Regions from separate parts of the Bos taurus genome. Here region 2 is linked to region 1. The links are chromatin contacts, called in public Hi-C maps. All regions are on one chromosome and are shown on one strand. The core of a region is the stretch at or near the end of the contact, and the rest is flanking DNA. Distances in the headings are between cores, read along the strand shown. Region 1 has its middle 35 kb from the start of TMEM158. Region 2 overlaps CDCP1 (CUB domain containing protein 1).

Region 1 (4,381 bases), core at 914-3,413:
CCCATGAATCGCAGCACACCAGGCCTCCCTGTCCATCACCAACTCCCGGAGTTCACTCAGACTCACGTCCATCGAGTCAGTGATGCCATCCAGCCATCTCATCCTCTGTCGTCCCCTTCTCCTCCTGCCCCCAATCCCTCCCAGCATCAGGGTCTTTTCCAATGAGTCAACTCTTTGCATGAGGTGGCCAAAGTACTGGAGTTTCAGCTTTAGCATCATTCCTTCCAAAGAAATCCCAGGGCTGATCTCCTTCAGAATGGACTGGTTGGATCTCCTTGCAGTCCAAGGGACTCTCAGGAGTCTTCTCCAACACCACAGTTCAAAAGCATCAATTCTTCGGTGCTCAGCTTTCTTTATAGTCCAACTCTCACATCCATATATGACCACTAGAAAAACCATAGCCTTGACTTAGACGAACCTTTGTTGACAAAGTAATGTCTCTGCTTTTGAATATGCTATCTAGGTTGGTCATGACTTTCCTTCCAAGGAGTAAGCGTCTTTTAATTTCATGGCTGCAGTCACCATCTACAGTGATTTTGGAGCCCAGAAAAATAAAGTCTGACAATGTTTCCACTGTTTCCCCATCTATTTCCCATGAAGTGATGGGACCAGATGCCATGATCTTAGTTTTCTGAATGTTGAGTTTTAAGCCAACTTTTTCACTCTCCTCTTTCACCTTCATCAAGAGGCTTTTTAGTTCCTCTTCACTTTCTGCCATAAGGGTGGTATCATCTGCGTATCTGAGGTTATTGATATTTCTCCCGGCAGTCTTGATTCCAGCTTGTGCTTCTTCCAGCCCAGCGTTTCTCATGATGTACTCTGCATACAAGTGATTCGTTTAGGCAGGAACATATGATAAGACAATTCTGTCTAATGAGATATTAGTGAGGGGCTCTGGGGAACTATTTCTTTGAGGAAAAGAGACACACAGGAGATGCTGACCTTTTCTCACTGGACGTTGCTGGGTCTGCTGATGATGCTTGGAACTGAGGCCACCAACCTGGGACTAAGAGGAGCTGAGGATGGAAAGAACCTGAGATTTTGACAATGTTATTGAGCTGCAGGATTATCAACCTTGGAGTCATCCAGGCCTGGGTATTTTTATACATGCGTGTGTGCTCAGTCACTCAGTCATTTCCACCTCTGTGCAACCCTATGGATTGTAGCCCGCCAGGCTCCTCTGTCCATGTGATTTCCCAGGCAAGAGTACTGGAGTTGCCATTTCCTTCTCCAGGGGATCATCCCCACCCAGGGATCGAATCCGCATCTCCTGCATCAATTGCATTGCAGTCAGATTCCTTTACCATTGAGCCATCAGGGAAGCCCCTGGGTATTTTTATAGCTTAATCCATTTCCAGTTGGTATTTCTATTACCTGTATTTGGAAATATACTGACATAACACTTAACTTTCTCCCACTTTTCTTCTTCCTACCTGTCTGCGCCTTGTCGCCTTTGGGAAAGGGGGTTAAGGAACTCCATCTCATTTTTCCTTTGCTGTTCAGTCACTTGGTCATGTCTGACTCTCTGCGACCCCATGGACTGCAGCATGCCAGGCCTCCCTGTCCTTCACTATCTCCCAGTGCTTGCTCAAATTCATGTCCATTGAGTCAGTGATGCCATCCGATCATTTCATCCTCTTTCTTTATGTGAACCCAAAGACAGCTCTGATCACTGCTGTGAAGCTTAAGAGACAGTCCAACCTTGAGCCTGTATCACACAAACAGACCCTAAAGTTGTGACGTGAAATGAGACGTCAAGTTCCAAAGCACTGGTTCCAGTTTCAGAGGTCAAAGAGATTTGGGGGAATCTGAGAAGAAAGCAGCAGCAGCAGGGAGAGCGCACATACCCACACACAGTGCCCACCCGCTAAAGCTTTCAAAGAGGCTTCAGAAAGAACCTCTACAGCCCAAAGAATGGTTACAGCGCTGCAAGTCCGGACCATTCTAGACTTTTTTTCCTTAAGAAATGAAATGGAGAGCATTTTTTTTCACCAGAATTCAGGAGAAGGCGAAGGCCTTAAAACAGAGCAGTGGGTTGGGGCCAGGGTAGGGAAGTATGGCTCTCGTGAGGAAAGTCATAGATCAGAGTGTATTCTACAAGTGTCTGTGGGATGGAAGGGGAAGTGGGGGGAAGAGAGGGGAACTCTGAATGACAACCAAGTGAAAAGGAGAAGAGGATCTGGAACCACCCAGACGGCAGAAGGTCACAGTGTGTGATGAGCTCTTCTGTTATTGTTTGGTCGCTTCAGTTGTATCAGACTCTTTGTGACCCCCGAGAGCCCGCCAGACTCCTCTGTCCCTGGGATTTCCCAGGCAAGAATATTGGAGTGGGTTGCCATTTCCTCCTTCAGGGGATCTTCCCAACCAGGGATAGAACCTACACTTGCTCTTTACCCCCGAGCTGCCAAGGAGGCCCTCCTCCATATAACCCCTCAAACCCATGAAGTTTCCAAACTCAGGAGGTGTTGAGAAAGGTTATGTTTGCTGTGGAAAAGAGGGATGGGGCTGAAGCTCGCATCTGGGTTTGACGTGAGGCAACAGACAGATGTGGAGTGTGGAGACAGAGTGCAACATAAAAGAAAAAAAAAGTATTTTTTTTAAAAAGCCCTAGGCATAGAAATTTCCAGAAATGATGAGGAAAACTCTGGAATTACCTAATCCACTCCACAGGATGTTTGAGTTAAATGTGCCAAGTCTCCAAGGGGCAGAAAGGCCCCACGTGACACTCAGATTACACACAGCCTTGAGTTTAAGCAAAGTGCTCAGAATGATACAGTTAGTAAGAGATGAGCCGGGACTCCAAGCCCGTTCTAACTCGGATCCTCAAAGTAAAGAAACATGGCTTCAGTTATTTTTTTTTTTAAGTACTGGTATTGCCACGATATTGTCTTCTGGTTTTATTGTCAACGGGCAAAAATTCAGCTTCACTCATTATTCTTTCCCCCAGATTAATCAAGAGTCTGTTACATGTAAGGTATTCAAGCTTGGGTTTCGGTTTCCAGATCCTGACTTTCCTCTCCTCTCCCTCTGGGACTTCTCACCAAAGGAGCTCACAAATGAGAACTAAATGGAAAACAAAGTACTGCTGCATGAATACGGAGCAAAAGCCAACAACGAGGGGGCCCAGAGCTCCTAGGTGGCTGGAAGTGCCCTTCCCAGGGTCTATATTCATAACCTCCCCTTTCATTGTCAAAATGCCTGACTTGGATGATGGATTACATGGTGGCCCAGATGAGACTCCCAGCCTCAGGACAAGCTGGTTTGCAGAAGGCAGTTCAGGTTTGTGGTCACTAGGCGGTCCCTTTGTTCTCACTCACCTCCCACTCTCAAAGCCCCGAATCTCAGGTGCCTGGATCTGCAGCCTCCACCCTCAGGTGGGGAAAGTGGACCAGAAAGAGAGGCCAACCCTGCCAGGTGAGAGGGTGAAACAGAAAGTGAAAGAGGGTGGCTGGACCCGCCCTGAGAAAACGGGGTTTTCTTTGGCATACTCGTCACTCGGAGACGGGAAGGGCAAGAGGAAGTTCATTAACACGCCCTTACCACTAACACCCATGAGTCTGCCCACCAGTAAAACACTGCCTGATGGATTCTCAGGCTCTGACCAGCCATCCTGCCAATACTTCCTCTCGTGGGAGGAGCATGAAGGGGAAATGTCTAGGAAAAACCCTCTCCCAATGACAGGCACATAACGTCTTGCAAAGGTGCCTTCGAGATGGAATAACACAGGTTCCTACAGCCTAGGAGCACCTTTGGTGCCACCAGCATGTCAGAGATGTAGCTTCTGTCTCATTATTTTGCACACTGAAGAGTTCTTGATGCTGTATCTGGTCACTGGGCTTCCTGACTCTACACACACATGCAGTTCAGCCAGGGAGGTGAGGCACGTGCACAAGCACCCCCCAGAATGAGGTGGACAGTGGGAAGAGGCCTAAGGGAGACCCAGATCCTGCTCTGGGTGCGTAGAGATGGAGACATCTGACAAGAAACCTTGGAAGACTTCATGGAGGAGGAAAGGTTCAAAGAGACTTTAAAGAGAGGGCGGAGCTTCACTGCATGGACAGGGGAAAGAGGGTTGTTCTAGACCAACTTTTTGGTAGCAAGGACAGAAAACCAACTCAGTTAGCTTCATGAAAAGAGTTTTCCTACCAGAAGTACATGGACTAAACTGAAAATGGGAGACTTGGTAATCAATGCAATTCCAAGGCCCATCCTTCCCTCCACAGATTTCTTCCTGCTTGGGTTTTCTATTTTCCTCTCTGAGCCCTCTGACCCCACTCTGCCATATTTCTTCTCTAACAGACAGAGAGCACGGACTACGTGCCAGGCACTCTTCTAAGGGCTTTAAACAACATTAGCTCATGGAACTCTTCCAACAACCCTT
Region 2 (4,167 bases), core at 1,667-4,166, 130 kb after region 1:
CTGGGAGCCTTGGATTCTAAGCGGAGCTCAGACATCCAGCACTTGGGTCTTCTGGGGCAAGTTACTCCAGACCCAGATATCTCTTTCATAAAACAGGGTAATAATCTCTACCCTGCCTACACAATGGGATTAAAAAAAAAACTTTTTACTTTATATTGGAGTATCGTCGATTAACAGTGTTGTGATAGTTTCCGGGTCTCATGTATCCATTATACATATATACATGTATCCATTCTCCCCCAAGCTCTCCTCTCATCCAGGCTGCCACATAGCATTGAGCAGAATTTCATGTTATACAGCAGGTCCTTTTGGTTATCCGCTTTGAATACAGCAGTGTGTACGTGTCCATCCCAAACTCCCTATCTCTCGCCCCCATTCTTCCCGTCCCCCAACCACGAGTGTGTCGTCTAAGCCTATGAGTCTGTCTCTTCCCTAAGCTCATTTGTGTCATTTCTTTGTAGACTTCGCATATAAGGGATGTCGTCCAGTACATCTCTGCACAGTGGAACCCTGGGTGTGGTGTGGCCAGGCCGCCTGTAACGGTGTGAGAGGCTGGAGGACGGGGCTGAGATGCTGCACAGCCCTCAGGGCTCCTCGGCCTCCATCCGCCGCCTTCCTCCTCCCACCCCAGGGCTGAGACACTAAATGACCTGACCTGTAAATCTGGGAGGAGTCAGTCTTGCATGTGCAGCCCAGTTCTGCACTTGCCTGATGTCTTCAGCTGTTAATAGCTCACGCAGGAATGGAAAATCTGATTAGCTGTGTAGGATAGAATTGATGGGCATCTACCTTTTTGACACCTTTTTCCCAACCCTCCACAAATGGCCTTAAAATTCAACAAATATAAACCCGGTTGTGCGTTTAGGGATCCTAAAAATTTCACATTATTACACTAGCCATGCACAACCTCTCTAAGTTTTGCTGCTTTCTCTTTTCCCTCATAGAACCCCTCTCTGTGTACCAGGTCTGATCCTTAGCCCGTGTCCAGAATCTGTGGGTCCCAAGGGAAGAAATGGGCTGGTGGCAGATTGCTCCCATCCAAAGCTCTGCCTCCTCTGGAATTTTTCAGAGAACAAGCTTTTTTTTCATTGATTTTCTCTGTTGATTTTCTGTTTTCAATTTCATTGACATCTATATTGCTATGTTGATTTTTTATAATTTCTCTCTCTCTGCTGACTTTGGATTTAATTTGCTCTTCTTTTTCTAATTTCCTAAGGTGTGAGCTTAGATGATTGGTTTTAGATCTTTTGTTTTTCCTAATGATTTAAATTTCCTTCTAAGCACTGCTTTTGCTTAGCACTCCTGGTACACAGAGAGGGGTTCTATGAGGGAATAGAGAAAGCAGCAAAACTTAGAGAGGTTGTGCATGGCTAGTATAATAATGTGAAATTTTTAGGATTCCTAAATGCACATCCATCCCACAAATTTGATAAGTAGTGTTTTTATTTTCATTTAGTTCAAAATATGAGATTTCATTTGAGATTTTTTTCTTTGACCCAAGTATTACTTAAAACTGTGCTGTTTAATCTCCAAGTGTGTGTGTGGTTTCCAGCTATCTTTCTGTGATTGACTTATAGTATAATTCTGTCGTGGTCTGGGAGCAGGTCACTGTGATTTCTGTTCTACTAGACTTGTTAAGGTGCATTTTATGGTTCAGAATGTGGTCTGTCTGCATGAAATGTTTCCAAGAGAGCTTGAGACGAATGTGTGTCCAGCTGTTGATGGATAAAGCAGTCTGTGGGTGCTAAGTCTCTTCAGTAGTGTCCGACTCTTTGGGACACTATGGACTGTCTTTGCAACCCACCAGGCCCTTCTGTCCATGGGATTCCTTCAGGCAAGAATACTGAAGTGGGTTGCCGTGCCTTCCTCCAGCGGAATCTTCCCCACCCAGGGATCGAACTCCCATCTCTTATGTCTTCTGCGTTGGCAGGTGGGTTCTTTACCACTAGTACTACCTGGGAAGCCCAGAAGCAGTCTGCAGATGTCCGTTATATCCGCATTGATGCTGTTGGTGAGTCCAAACACATCCTTACCAATTTCCCGCCTGCTCCATCTGTTCATCTCTGACAGAGCCATGTTGAATTCTCCAGTTACGATAGTGGATTCGTGTATTCCTCCTTGCTGTTCTGTCAAAGATTTTTACCTCATGTATTTTAATGCTGTGTTGTTAGGCATATACACGTTACAGATTTTTATGTCTTCTTGGATTTTTATGTCTTTTTATTTTTATGTCTTTATCATTATGTAATGTTCCTCTTTATTCCTGATAACTTTCCTTGCTCTGAAGTCTCCTCTGTCTGAAATTAATATAGCTACTGTAGCTTTGTTTTGATGAATGTTACCATGGTTTATCTTTCTTCCTCCATTTACTTTTATTCTATATGTGTCTCCTGTTTAAAGTGAGCTTCACGAAGCTTTATTGATTTTTCTGGACTTGCCTGCGGGCCTCCCCACTTTGGGGAGCAGTGGTTGCCTTGGGTCCTGACGTATCTTCCAGCTCTGAGGAGGCCTGCTGCTCTTCCAGCCTGTTCAGTTCTGGCTCCTCCTCCTCATTTACTCCAGGGGCCAGTGAGGCCCAACTTCAGGGGCCGTCCCAGCAGTGAGTTAAGAAAACTTCAGATGTCTGTGCCAGGACATTAGGCCCTGCCAAGCCCTGACCCTGGTCCAGCGAGGCCCAGCTTCAGCGGTCGTCCCAGCAGTGAGTTAGGAAAACTTCAGATGTCCGTGCCAGGACATTAGGCCGCTGCCCAGCCCTGACCCTGGCCCAGCGAGGCCCAGCTTCAGGGGCCGTCCCAGCAGTGAGTTAGGAAAACTTCAGATGTCTGTGCCAGGACATTAGGCCGCTGCCCAGCCCTGACCCTGGCCCAGCACCCTCTGAGCCACTCCCAGCTCTGTTTCCTTGGTACCTGCCAAGCAGGTCTTGCAACTATTTTGATGAGTCATGTCTTTCTTCCCAGGGCAGGGCCTGTGTTTCCCTGCTCAGGCTGGGCTGTCATCAGTCCCTAGTTATGGGCCTGGAGCCAAGGAGGGAAGGTGTTATCACTTTATGAGAAATCTGCCTCAAGCATGGTGCCTGTGTGGAAACTGGTATAGTGTTTCTCTGGGGAACGCTTCTCTAAGGGTGGGAGCTTCTTCTGCCTGCCCAAAGCGTCCAGAGGAATATGAGGGACCAAGATGCTGTCTCTCTCGCAGGTCAGAGTCCCTTGCTTTCCTGACAGAAGCCCTGTCTCTGACAGAGGACCCTGCCAAGGGTATTCCTTTAGTTTCCTGCGCCGCTCGGCCATTCTCGCACAAGCACCGATACTGGGATGAACTTCTGTTTTTACTCTTTGGTGACATTTCCAGAACTCAATTATTAGGTCAACGGGCATGAAATTTTTAAGACTGTTAATACACACTGCCAGACTATCTTCAAAAAATATTGAATAGCATAGATTTACACTCAACCGGCAGTTATAAGATTGCTGGGAGAAATATCAATAACCTCATATGCAGATGACACCACCCTTATGGCAGAAAGTGCAGAGGAACTAAAAAGCCTCTTGATGAAAGTGAAGGAGGAGTGAAAAAGTTGGCTTAAAGCTCAATGTTCAGAAAACTAAGATCATGGCATCTGGTCCCATCACTTCGTGGCAAATAGATGGGGAAACAGTGGAAACAGTGCCAGACTTTATTTTTTTGGGCTCCAAAATCACTGCAGATGGTGATTGCAGCCATGAAATTAAAAGATGCTTACTCCTTGGAAGGAAAGTTATGACCAACCTAGATAGCATATTCAAAAGCAGAGACATTACTTTACCAACAAAGGTCCATCTAGTCAAGGCTATGGTTTTTCCAGTGGTCATGTATAGATGTGAGAGTTGGACTGTGAAGAAAGCTGAGTGTAGAAGAATTGATGCTTTTGAACTGTGGTGTTGGAGAAGACTCTTGTGAGTCCCTTGGACTGCAAGGAGATCCAACCAGTCCATTCTGAAGATCAGTCCTGGGTGTTCTTTGGAAGGAATGATCCTAAAGCTGAAACTCCACTACTTTGGCCACCTCATGTGAAGAGTTGACTCATTGGAAAAGACTCTGATGCTGGGAAGGATTGGGGGCAGGAGGAGAAGGGGACAACAGAGGATGAGATGGCTGGATGGCATCACTAACTCAATGGACGTGAGTCTGAGT

The links. Hi-C and Micro-C count contacts between places; a contact is called where the count stands out from the background.
Region 2: a contact with region 1 is called in a Hi-C map of liver, with 1.9 times the contacts expected there. The contact joins two enhancer-like sites. A contact is called at or near these places in 2 of 11 Hi-C or Micro-C datasets (blastocyst and liver).

The regions. Positions count from the first base shown.
Region 1 is chr22:54,036,323-54,040,703 of ARS-UCD2.0, forward strand. No RefSeq gene overlaps it. Among named protein-coding and RNA genes, the nearest start is that of TMEM158, 35 kb to the left of the region's middle. Within about 2 kb of position 2,164, at least 9 of the 102 cell types and tissues checked have an H3K27ac peak or open chromatin away from gene starts, as enhancers often do. A contact at or near this core is called in liver, where this site is marked.
Region 2 is chr22:54,170,450-54,174,616 of ARS-UCD2.0, forward strand. CDCP1 (CUB domain containing protein 1) reads left to right here. Exons shown (of 15, transcript XM_002697118.7): 14 at 1,931-2,011. Among named protein-coding and RNA genes, the nearest start is that of CLEC3B, 7.0 kb to the left of the region's middle. Within about 2 kb of position 2,917, at least 54 of the 102 cell types and tissues checked have an H3K27ac peak or open chromatin away from gene starts, as enhancers often do. A contact at or near this core is called in liver, where this site is marked.